Regions from separate parts of the Mus musculus genome. Here region 1 is linked to region 2. Evidence: chromatin contacts called from public Hi-C data. All regions are on one chromosome and are shown on one strand. Each heading gives the region's core, a stretch centred on a gene start, on an enhancer-like site or on the middle of the called end of the contact. The rest is flanking DNA. Distances are from core to core; before and after follow the strand shown. Region 1 overlaps Pgr (progesterone receptor). Region 2 overlaps Gm32014 (predicted gene, 32014).

Region 1 (6,438 bases), core at 2,169-4,668, 240 kb after region 2:
TTGATAAACCTCTTCTTGTGTCTTTATTATTCCTTTTATCTGCAACTTTGTTTTTCTTCATTTCCAAGCTATATTTTCCCCATCCTGTGGTAACTTGCCTTTTTTGACTACGTCATGGGAGCACATTTTATATGCAATTAGAAGAAAACGGTCCATTTCCTGTTCTGAGCTGAATGAATGGAATATTAATTCCTTCCCTATAAAAGATTCTATAAACTCTGACATGTTTTATATTGCAAACCTCAATGTAAAAATTTCCCTGCATTTTTTTTATTTTCTTCAACAAATATTTTTGAGTGTGTAATGTGAGCACAAGAAATCATATGAATAAGCTTTAATAGAAACTGGAGCTAAAGGAAATTGTATATAACTCAAGAAGTTATAGCCCAGGAGTTGTACAAATATGTCTGGTAAGTGCAGGGTCACTAGATATTTGTAGTATATAAACTACATCGTTAAGGTTTAATATGTGCAAGGCATTACAGCATTACTTATATGCAACTTGAATGAGATAAGTGCTAAAAAATAGTATTTTAAAATTAATAATTATTTAATCTAGGCAACTGCCAGCAATTAATTTGCTTTAAACTTTTGTGTATATTTGTATATTGGAAAAGTTTTAATACCATTTTTCAAAAATATAAATAAAATAAAATATTTTTAAGATCTCTCAAATAGAATACCTGGGAACTTTTGTTCTGTGGCAGTTGTATTCGTTGTGAGAGATTGGTGACCCAAAAACAATGTCATGAGTCCTTTTAGTAAAGTAATGAACCCTGAAACACTAGATACAATCATTATTCAGTTATTCATTATTCAATTAGTTTTCCTTTGAATTAAAGGATTAGTTTGATAGTAGTTATCTTTGTATATCAGCACAGTTTAACTTTCAAAATAATGAAAAGTTTCTAATTTCATTTAACAGTGAGGAAATAGAGTATGTTGGCCCCAGGACTGAATTTTATAGTGTCCCTTGTTTTGGAACTGTCTAAAAACACTTGACAGTCTTGACCTTGATCTCCATGGGTAGTTTAAATGTCTAAACACCAGGTTTTAATATTTAAGGCTAAGCTTAGAAAGAAAAATATTCCCAGAAGAACATGACATGAGCAAATGGAAGTTATCTCATCTCCAAATCTTTTAATCTACAATTCCAACTGCCGAGACTCCATGCCTGTGTAGTCATCATAACCTTTATCTCCACTCTGAAGACCATGCTCTTTGGGTTGCTCTAAACTAAAATAAAAGCTTAAGAACAAAGGAAATACTTGAAGCTTAGATGATTTTGTTTACTGACATATTTAAAAAAAAAAAAAAAGAAAAATGATTTGTGTCTAAAGAGATGTCATGCCCAGTATTGTTTTGTGGAACTATTTTGTTTCTGGTGTATAAACACATGGCATGTTTAGTTAGGCAATGCTTTTCCATTGTACTTTTTCACACTTAACTTTAAGTTTTACTATTGTACATTGTATGAAATAAAATATTTTTAAATAGCCACAGTAAATCAACTTGTAACTTCTAAATTATTGCCAACTATAGTGATAGACTTAATGATGTATATAAAGGGCTATCCTATGATTACTCACTTCTTGGTTACTTGCTGGCTACATGAGTGTAATATAGAGCTATTTCATTAAACTTTACCCAACTGCTTTGCAAATAATAAGCACACGATATATATCTGTACACATATATAGAGATGTTCAGAAATAGCATTTCCGTAATTTCATCTTCATTATGCCATAATTTTGTTATAACCTTGCCATGTTAATCTGTTCTAGTCACTAGTGAAACCTGGGATCTGGAAAATCTGATTATTTTCCTTCTCCCACTGTTTACTATGAAATATTTTTATCAATTCAATGTGTGTTTATTTATTTTCCTGAATAAAATGTAGTTTTTTGAGTTTAGGGCCTAATGTATAAGAAATCTAAAGAGCATATCACCCTTTGCTTATAATATCTAATAGAACCAGTATTAATTTTTGACATTTCCCACAAACTCTTAAATATCCTATGCAGAGCAGAGCACAGCTCTCTAACAAACTGTATGAAAAGTTATTCTTCTCTTCATCTATACCAACTGACAATGGGATCCAAAACTTATGATACAATCAACTCCCCAAATAGTATTATTCTGATTATAAGAACTTTCCCCGCCCACTGGATCTGGTAGCCTTAATTCCTTTGATAACTGCTACAATTTCTGTTTTTGCTAGGAACAATTGGATCATCTCTGTTTTTCCTTGTTAATCACATTCCAGGCTGGAATATGAACCCTTTAAATCTCTTTAAAACTCTGTAGCCTCATGTACAAGAAGCACTCAAGACTTAAGAATATTTTTTCACAATTTTTATTCCATATTTTTAAAATACATCTTTATTTTTTATTGCATAGTTCAGCAACCACTCTCTTTAGGATAGACTGAGTTGGACAAGAGGAAGACACTAAGGAAGGCATAACTTTCTTTTTCCTATGATCTGCCTTTTAGATATAGAAAACATATTCATCTCTTAAATTCCAAAAGAAATCCAAAGGTGGATACTCTAGGAAAAGACTGTCAACTCCCAAGTTGCTCACACACACTCACCAGGTCATGACATAATTTTCATTAGCAGAATATCACCAGGAGTCCATGATGGTACTCTTGTCTTTATTTGGGGATGGGCACCAAGTTCACTGTCTACCTCTACCTTCAGTCTACCACTTCTTTAGTATAACATTGTTTCATACCCTCTGGCCTTTAAACTAAAATTGAGTGAAAAGCCATAGAGCATCTAACTGTCCATCCACAGGATGGAATACAGTTGGATAGGCATTGTGCTCCACATCATGATATGAATCGAAGTTCAACAAGACCTAGATAGCCAGATTCAGGTTGAATTCCACCTTTAGTTAGACTCATGGTTGGGGGAGACCCTGCAGACTACCAGTTTCTCAGACCTAACATTCACCAAAGTTAGTTCTTCAAAACTGAATCTAAATGTTGTGTGTGTTAGTGCCTTCCTGGACCCCAAGGACTATGTAGGCTGAAGCAGGATTGCACAATCTAAACCAGCCTGGGCCACACAGTTAGACTTTGTCTCCATTTTAAGATAAAATGCAAAGAGTAGTCTCCTTTATTCTTCTCTTCCCTGGAAGAATTTAAGAGTTTATGAGGCATTAATGACGAGTTAAATAACAGCAAGAGCCTGGTTACTGCAAAGGGAGGGGAGCAGAGGATTGCTCTCCTCCTAGAGTTGACAGCATTCCAAAGCAGAGCTCTGGGCCTGACTGGAGGCTGCTCCCAGGCTCCTTCAAGCTCCGTGCAGCTGGGGAGTCTGGAAAACTCTTACAGGATTGCTGGATGAGTCCCAGAATGTCGACCTCATTTTCGATTTACTGGACTGGTTGCCTCATGTCACGCTGACCTTATTGTTAAACACAGGTTTGTTTGCCTTCTTACGACTCATGGCGAAATGGGGGAAAGCATTACTTTTAAGCTGGTTGAAAGCTTTTAACTGACAGGGCACTTTCAGAGAAATGTGAAGAGACCAGCCATGAAAGGCCACTCTGCTCATTACTTCCAGGAAGCTGCAGTATTATTAACTCTCGGAGTGACATCAGTGTCATGGCCCATATTTAGACCAATATAAGTAAAATATGCAAGCCGCATTGTAAATAGTTTTCAGGAATACATTGTACTTTATTTTTAAATTGTCTTTTGAAATTGCTCAACCCCAATAGTAACCAATTTTTCAGACATTACTGTAAATGAAACCTGTTTAAATATGATTTTCTTTTGTAGGGTATATAAGAAGCTTAACACTTGGTTACTTTTCTTTTGAGTTTTCATGATTAGCTATTTCATTCAGTAGTGGCTTAAAGTGTTTTGTCACTGGAGGTAACTTTTGTTGTCTTCCTTGCTCCAGGAAGATTGATTTTAAAGTATCTGTTCATCAAACTGTGTTTCTATTACATATGCAGCTGTTTTGTTTTTTAATGTCTTCTTCAAATTCATATTACTTAGAGTTACTGGACCATGCAGCAATATATTTGGTGTGATTGGATTTTTAAATGTAGACTTAACTTGGTAAACACAATTTTTTAACTTTTTAAAATAGGAAAACGGCCAATGAACTCCTATCATAGCTTTTCTGAACTCAGTTGTCAACTAGAGTATTAGCTTTTATTCCTGAGGGCTTTATGACTTATAAGAGAAACAGAAAGAAAAGAACCTGCGAGTGAATAGCAGTATACCCTATAGCTGTCAAAAACAGAGATGCACCCTGCTCAGTCTCCACTGGGTAGAAACTCTACCTAGAATTTCAGACGGTAAGCAGAGATAGACAGACTGCCTTCTGCGGCCATCATTTTCATCTGTACTATGTCTCCTTTTGATCTAAATATTCTGTGTATTTTAACTCTTCTGGGGTAATCATTGCTCCAAGAAAAATAAGAGAGGTGTGACATCTAATTTTAAAGTATTTCAAAAGAACAACAACAATTAAAAAAAAACAATTTTTCCAAATTGATGCTTTGAAACAAATAGAGGAAACGTGTAAGAACTTGGAAAAAAGAGGTGTGGCTTACTAGGTCAGTTGGAAAGTTCATTGACATAAAAGCAGATATCATCCTCTTAATTACTGAGCAACATCCATGACAGGATGATACAAACCCCAAAAGGTGATGTGCCAGGTCAACAACATGAGAAATGTTCGAAGAATTACCAGTCATTATGCAAACATAGATTGTAAATAAGCCCAGAAAATGCTCTGTGGTGTTTAAGGATTTCATTGTTCTAATTGGAGGCTACATGGTTTAGGGGGAAAGTCACCAATCCATATCTCTGCCTAGATGTCAACTAATTGAGGTTTGTTGTTGTTGTTGTTGTTGTTTGGTTTGGTTTGTTTTTAAGATCTTAATATTTCCCCTTAAAACAAAGAGAAAAATGCTAAAAGCAAATTATCTCTTCTGACTCCCACAGTCAATCAAAGCACCAGGTTTAACTCTGAAACTACCAACTTTCTAAAGAGTTTATTTCAATGTGTCATTGTCAGTTCAGTTACCTATTTAAGTATAGGGAAAATATGCCCAGAACACAGAACCGAAATGATGGTGGTGGTGTGGTGGTGGTGGTTGTGGTGGAGGTGGTGTGGTGGTGGTGTGGTGGAGGTGTGGTGGAGGTGTGGTGGAAGTGGTATGGTGATGGTTATGGTGGAGGTGGAAGTAACAATGGTGAAGTTGAGAAGCATTACTTTAGGCATCATCCCATTCTCAACTGGAAGACATCACCCTGCTGGACTGTAGCAGTACCCAGTTCTCTCTTCTCTGGTTTACAGTTGGGTGGAGAGGAAAGATGGATAATCAAAGATCTGGGTATTACACAGTGAAAAAAGGGAGAGTCAAGAACACATAGGAAATTTTTATAATAGCAGATTCCAAAGTGAGTCAAGACATCCTGAAAAACATGTAAAGTAGTTGAGGAATTAGCTTAGCTAGCATTCAATCAAGAAGAAGGGAAGAGTCCTCCAATCTTGTAAACAATAGAGGCACAAACTAAAAGAAAAAATACACGGACATGGTGCTGCCAGAGAGCGTGGAGCCAAAACTGATGTGACAGAATGAAATCCAAGTCCCAAATATATATGGTCTTGTGTACCATAGTATCGCATGAAAATGTAGCTCTACATGAAAAGAGTGTCCTCTGTGTGATGCTCTAGAAGATGTTCTCCGTAGTACAGACAATGGGGTTAGGGAGGACTCATCCTGGAGGCAGGGAGCATGTTTTGAAGGAAGTTGCAATATTCTGAGCAAATGATGGGTCATAAACATAAAGAGCTGGGGTGATCGTGACCTCCTTAGTTTTCCAGAAGGCTTTGTGAGACATTACCAAGAGGCACTGACAGAATGACGACAGTAGATGAACACACAGATAACCTGCTGGACACCAGACCAGATGCCTCATTGTTTGGCTTCTGTGTTGAAACCAAAAATCCTTGTCATAAAGAATATAAAACTAAGAAACTTTGGTTTTACCAACCACTAAAATCCAGATGAGCACCCAAAGAAACTGTACTCCTCCTCCAACATCCCCAGAGCTGCAAGTACCTGCAACCTCAAACCCCTGGTGTAGGCACTGAGGCAAGGCCAGAAGAGCTCCAGACTTAGCCAATGGGACAGAGATACACTGATTTGCCAACAAATACAAAACAAGCACGTCCAATGTGTAGCTACTACCCAGTAGTGTGGCAGTATAGGGTAGGAATAAAAAGATCAAATATCTATACGGGATCTTGCCTCATGAACCATAGGAGGAGTCTGCGGGGTAAGAAGGAAGCCGATGGGTGGTAGGCTGGGAAGGAAATGTGTCAGTCTAAGGAACGTCCAGCTCTCTTAGTTTAATGTATCCTGCGTTCTGTTGGTTTCTATCAAGTTCTCATCTCCCATCTTATT
Region 2 (6,820 bases), core at 1,984-4,483:
TTTAAGCCCCTTCAGACCCTGTCTTTGCTTCATCATGGTCTTGTCCCTCATCTTTCAGGGACACACACACACACACACACGAACCATACTACACTAACAATGATTGACAACTTAGGTTTGAGTCACAAGTAAGCTGAATTACAGTCTATGCTCTCTAATTTTACTGCATTTTTCACATATGTCCATATGTTTAATTAGCTGTATTAAAACATTTAAAATTAGCTTTTACATGTTGGCTTCTTATGTTTCAACTAAGTGTGGATGTTCACATTTGTGTGCAAGTGCTCAGAGAAACCAGACAAGGGGTTCTGAGACATCAGAATTGAAGCTGAAAATAGTTGTGAACCACCCAATGTAGATGCTGGAAAAAGAACTTGGTCGTCTGCATTTCTCCAGCCCCTCATGGTAGGTATTTTAGATATATTATTTTTCAGTGAATGTTGGGTTTTAAGAGAATAAATTTTAAGAACTCAACATTTTTATAAGATGATACATCTGTGTTATTATTTAATTCAGGCACATTTTGCACAGTAAATTATATGATTATATTGAAAGTTGGATTCATCTAACCAAAACCATTGTTATACTATCATGGTATCCTGATTTGAAAAACATCAAGTATCACAGAAAACAACACAAGTTAAAATTAGCAGTATAGCATGTGGGGCTCTTGATTCACTGCTATTGAATCCAAAAGAAATGTTTGACAGAAATGTTGAAGCACTCAATGCCTACAGTCTCTATAAGGACATTGCATATGAACATAGGGGATGACATGCACAGCTCTCTCTTGTCACATAAGCAACTAGAATCAGACATACAGAAAAATAAAAACAAAACAAACAGAAATGGGAATCAAATCAAAAGCATGGATTTCTAGGTGTTTTAATTTCATTGAAAGGACACCAAATCCACTGTGCAATAACTAATGTGTAGTAAACTCAAGGTTATTCTTTCAATATTTTAGAATAACTTTTAAAGTCCATTCATGCATTACACAATACATGAAAGATTGTTTGATTCTGCCTCTGTACTTATTTTTCCTTAGCCAAGAAAAGGTGATCAGAGAAGCCAAAAGATCTCTTGGCTTTGAATCAGTTGACAAATGTGGCATTCAATTCTACATGGTATAAACACAGCACGGGGTTGGGGGGCAGACAAATATCAAGCTGATACTCAAGCCCATTACTGCCAAGAGAAGGCATCCGATCAAGGCTGGAAAGCAGCTCCAGGCAGTGGGTGTGCAGGCAACAAAATATAGTGGCCAGGGTATTCAGTGTAAGGACAAGGCTTTGTGCTCAGCTGTGCCGGGCTGTCCACACTTTAGAGGAAAGGACAGTTTATCATGACCTTGTGGTTGGATCCAAACTGTTCACAAGGGACACATCAAACAGGGCAGAGTTTAGGTCCATCCTCTGTGGATCATCTATTGGACAAACTAGAAAGTTGTTTATCCTGTAGTTCATTATAGAAGCCTGATTTCAGATGTATTCCTTGTCTGTGCTGAATATCATATGTGACTAAGTTTTTGCTGAAAGAGACAATACTTAGTATTTATTATCTCAGGAGGAAGGTACCTGCAATATACATTCAAATAGTTTCCTCTTTCCATACTAATTTTAAAGACATGTGATCTCTTTATAATGAAAAGCCTACTTACTGAAGGACTTCAGATAAAACTCAGGTCTTCTGGGCTTCTAGTAGATAAAGTAGATAGCTTCATTATGCATCAAACCACATAAGGACAGGAACACCCTCTCATTAGATCCCAGAAAATTAAATGCATATTAGAAGCTGTTAAAGAACTACTTAGATCCTGGACCTTCTGTTTTAGTCTAGTTTCTGTCACAGAATGCATGCTTTCTGGGCTCTGAGGCACCCTGAGAGTAACTTACTTCATGCTGGTATCCATCTGTATACCCATACAGCCCATTCTTTATTCATCCCTTTTGTGGGATGCAGTAAAACCCATATCATGCCTACACATTCATCTTACAGCAACACAGGAACACGGGGGATTCTGAGTCCTTTAGAACAAGCTTTTTATTTTTTACAAAATGACATAGGAGCTTGTAGGTAATTGTTTTCTCTTCTCTGCCATGAAGTAATCTGAGAAGCATATTGTATGATTTCTTCTCTCCAGTTGGTTGTTTCCGAAAGTGAACTACATATTGTAGCCACTACTCTCATTGACCAGAAGGAGAAAAAAATATTCTCAGGCTTTGGAAACTTTTCCGTAATCCAGGCCTGATAAAGTTCTTTTACCCAAAATTAACAGCAAGACCTAAAACTCACTAAGGAATGTATCCTTCTAAAACACAAAGCATTAAGGCTTGATCTATGATTCCTGAGAAGTGACGTTCTGTAAACGGGTGCTCAGACAAATCCCACTGGAATCCTTCGGGATTGATTTCTTTTTGAATCTCACTAACATGCTTATTGACAAAAGGAATAATAAAAGATTGTCTTTTAGGGTCAAACAACTTTATCCTGCCTTCTCCTTCTCTGCTTCAGTGTATGGGGTAAGAGTAACTTCTTAAGCAGATGTCACCCTCATTAAGTGTCCTTTACTTACATCATGTCATTGCATGTGTGAGGTCTGTCCACTAAACCTGAGAAAGTATTTGCTGTGAATGACAAAGTAAAAATGAAAAAAAAATGGAGTACAAAGGAATACCTATCTAGGATGTTATTACTCCATTAAAATAAAAATTCCATTTTTATGTATTTGTATATGGACTGTACCTGTATGTATGTGCATGTTTTATATGTGCATGTGGGGAGGTGGGTGCATGTGCACCTGTGTGCACATGTAAGGGGAAGCCCAAAGTTTGTGTTCAGAATCATCCTCAGTTGATCTATCTTATTCCATTAGGCAGGGTTTGTCAGCCAAACTCAGAGCTTACCAATGTGGCTGCTCTTGATAGCCAGCTTGCTCTGCGATCCCGGCTCTGCCCTCTGAGTCTGGAATTACTACAGGCCAGCCTCTATCCACTCACCATTTACATGGGCTGTAGATCTGGATTTCAGTTCTCACATTTGTAGGGTAAGTGTTTTATCCACTGAACTATCTCTCCCCCATAACTGCTGTAGAAATGTCCTTATGGTTTGCCTGGTGAAGTCCTTATTATAACAATGAGGAAACTCTTGCCAGAGAAGGGAAGTGACCTGTCTCAAGTTGCATACCAGGTGGTGGCAAGGTTTAGGTGACCACAGATCACCCTTTGAATCAAAACTCTGTTCCTTAAATTACATCACAACATTGAATCATGACTAGTGACATCCCATCCATTAGGCGGTTTTGGCAAACAGTACAAAGAATGAGTCATCAGATTTCCTGAATTAAAAGAGGACCCTATTTTCCCATTCTGTCTTTGCTAATTGCTTTTAAAAGATGCTTTGACTCCCAAAATATGGTAGTCACATCATTGTACATAAATATTCTATCAGCCTGTTAACATCCCTCCCCCTCCCCCTCCCCTCCCCCTCCCGTCAAACTTTTTTTTGGATCTGTTTCCCAGAGCCCAGTATGTCTAAGTGATTAATACATTTTTACTTGTTTCTTTTGTGTCTGCATGCTTGTGTGGAAACCATAGGTCAACACTGTATGTCTTCCACAGTCACGTTCCACCTTAGCTTTCCCAACAGTCTCTATCACAGGAGCTGAAGGTCACCAGTTCCTGTAGACTGGCTGCCCAGTGAACAAAGCCCGGCAACCCTCTTGTCTCTGCCTGTCCAACATGGATTCACAGACGTGTCACAAGCACATTCAGACTCAAATCTCATGCTGCAGTGTAAACATGCCATCTTTTAATACGTCAAATTCTGTTTATTGAAATGGAGAACCACAGGACAAGAGTTCGGGGCTTATAATGACAGCAGCATTTGAGCGCATGTCTGACATAGAGGCTTGGCTCCAATCCATACACACATACACTCTCTCTCTCTCTCTCTCTCTCTCTCTCTCTCTCTCTCTCTCTCTCTTATTTGAATGCACGAAGGGATTTTAGGCAGCTTGAGCATAGAAAAATGGCTCTGGCAGGCCTTGCCCTTCTTCACTTCTCTACCATTTCTTCCACCTTGCTAAAAAACAAACAAACAAACAAACAAACAAACAAACAAACACCATTAGATTACATTCCTAAAGCTAACTCCAAATAAAGGTCTATTCCTTTGGTCACTTCCTATTCCTGAGGCTGACTACCAAGGTCCAGCTATCAAAATATTGAAGTCCAGCAACCAAAAACCCCAGTTGATCACATAACTAACAGGCTAAGTTTAAATTAAACACCTCATCTTAACACAGGATTTGCCCTTCATTGTTATAAACTGCCATTTGTCTGTGGGCCACGCCTGTCCCCTCCTTATCCAGAGACAGTCCTTTGTCCTTGTTCTCCTCTCTGGCACTAATAATACTTCCTCCTCTCCTTTGTTCCTTTTCTCTTCTCCTCTGTCCTCTATCTCCTGTCTTGTTCCCCTTCCCCTGCCCTCTGTCCCTCTGGGCCAAATAAATCTCCTTTTTATTGGCAATTTGATCTTGGGAGTCTTGAGCCAATACTGATCCTTTCACACTTAGCTCCAAAATGCATGCCAATGTGATTCAAAGACCATTCCCTGCACGCCACCATGTGTTAGGACTAAGCCAGCAGAAACATGAGTATCATGCTGGTAATCTTTTTAAACTCTTTCACTCCACACACTTCTTCCACTACCACTATGGTTATTTGAATATCAAAAGCACGTTCAGGAGACAGGTACAGTGTTCTTCAGTTAACCGTTTATGTGAAGTCCTTAAATCCTCTAAAGTGGCTGTGGGTCATGACTCCTTTGAGGGTCATGGATCTGATATCCTGCTTATCAAATATTTACATTATGATTCATAGCAGTAAGAATATTGCAGCTATGAAGGAGCAATGGAATAATGTTGTAATTGGAGGTCACCATGACATGAAGAACACTATTCAAGGGTCACAGCATTGGGAAGGTTGAGAAGCACTGCTCTAAGGTCAGGACTCGTGTATGCTCATGTTTTAACAGTACTCTAGCCTCTAGGGTCCAACATACTTCATGCTGCACACAGTACAAATGGGCACCCCCTTCACACACCACCCTGCACATGGTAAAAGGTCAACGTTTAAAAAATGTGTGTTGTTGTCTTGTTTCTTGCCTTGCTGAATCTTTGGAGTTCCAATTTCTTGAGTACAATTCTGGCACTCAATGAGAGCTCCCAGCTCCAGGGAAATGGAACAGATTAGCCATCTTCCTGTGGCCTCACTAAACTTCTCAGCCTATGAAAAAAACGGTGTCAGCTACAATCATGTGTGTGACATTCCTCTAAGTACTTAATGAATGTTGAACATTTATCCTGATTTCTGGTCCTAGATACCAACTGTAGCTCTCTTAGTAAAGGTTGTTTTCTCAGACTCTTCCCAAAACTCCCTAGATCCTCCCTCACATGTCTAGAATTATCTCAAAGAATTTTTTATCTGGCAAAAAATCAATTCCTTGTCATTAAAATCTGACTCACAGAGATGCTCAAGTCACCAAGCAGCAGGGCAGTTCAGAAGGGAGAGGGGGTGTAGTGACCCAGTAAGTCACAAGGTCTCACAGAACATCAAAGTGCAGAGAGGCAATTTCCCTCAGTTATTGCAGAGCATTTGCATCTCTAAACCCTTCTTTGATGCAGCAGAACTGGTGGCTCCTTTCTTCCCCTTTGTTTTATGCCCTGGAGGTATGGTGATACAAACCATGGAAGGTATTCCTGTCTTCATTATTCTTGAGATTTTAGATGAACTGGTTTGATCAATATGCATTGCTTATGCATCAATGCATATATTCTGATTGTGATTTAAAACATTTAATCTAGTGGGGACTGGAAAAATGGCTTAGAGGTTGATAGCTATTTCTGATCTAGAAAGCCCTGGTTTGGCTCCCAGTATCTCCATTAATCAACTCACAACCCCAAACTGTGACTCCAATTCCAGGTGATCTGAAACCCTGTTGTGGCCTAAACCTGCACTTATGTGGTATACATACAGACAGACAACACACAACACATAACACACAACACACACAAGTGTATAAACAAACTTTCAAAGACATTTTTCTCTCTATGCCCAACCCCACCCAAGTCCCTCTCTTCCCTCACAGGAAATACTATAAAAAGCCTCCAAAAGACCCAACAAGCTGCTGAAAGGGTCAGACGCAGATATTTGCACCCAATCAAGGGACAGAAGCAGCTGGCCCCTGTGGTTGAATTAGGGGAAAGCTGGAAGAAGCTGAGGAGGAGGGCAACTCTGTAGGAGGACCTGCAAAAAAATCAGTCTCAATTAACGTGGACCCCTAATATCTCTCAGATACTGGTACACCAATCAGGCAGCATACACCAACTGATATGAGGCCCCCAACACATATACGGCAGAGGACTGCCCGGTCTGGGTTTAGTCAGAGAAGATGTAACTAACCCTCAAAAGACTGGAGGCCCCAGGACGTTTAGATGTCTGGTGGGGTCGGATAGGGGGTGGGAACATCCTTGTGGAGACAGGGGGACTGGGAGGAGGTACAGGATGTGGAACAGTTGGAGGGTGGACCAGGAGGGGAATGAAATCTGGAGTTTAAAATAACAACAACAACAACAACAACAACAATAATAATAATAATAAAGGTTGATTGTATCTTGTTCCTGTGGGTTTTTGTTGTTGTTGTCTTTGTTTGTGGAATATATTCACATATTATATATAACCCTATAACATTTTAAAGAACAAACTTGGTCTACATTTTAAGATATCTTGTTTTTCTTGACGAGTTCTATTATGAGTGC

The links. Hi-C and Micro-C count contacts between places; a contact is called where the count stands out from the background.
Region 1: a contact with region 2 is called in a Hi-C map of uterus, with 4 times the contacts expected there. The contact joins two enhancer-like sites. A contact is called at or near these places in 6 of 484 Hi-C or Micro-C datasets (nephron progenitors and uterus), 1 of 115 datasets of contacts at active chromatin or transcription factors (embryonic stem cells) and 1 of 9 other capture datasets (embryonic stem cells).

The regions. Positions count from the first base shown.
Region 1 is chr9:8,967,108-8,973,545 of GRCm38.p6, forward strand. Pgr (progesterone receptor) reads left to right here. Exons shown (of 8, transcript NM_008829.2): 8 at 1-1,504. Among named protein-coding and RNA genes, the nearest start is that of Pgr, 70 kb to the left of the region's middle. Within about 2 kb of position 3,419, at least 24 of the 459 cell types and tissues checked have an H3K27ac peak or open chromatin away from gene starts, as enhancers often do. A contact at or near this core is called in uterus, where this site is marked.
Region 2 is chr9:8,728,083-8,734,902 of GRCm38.p6, forward strand. All of the region lies in intron 1 of Gm32014 (predicted gene, 32014), which reads right to left. Among named protein-coding and RNA genes, the nearest start is that of Gm32014, 9.5 kb to the right of the region's middle. Within about 2 kb of position 3,234, at least 9 of the 459 cell types and tissues checked have an H3K27ac peak or open chromatin away from gene starts, as enhancers often do. A contact at or near this core is called in uterus, where this site is marked.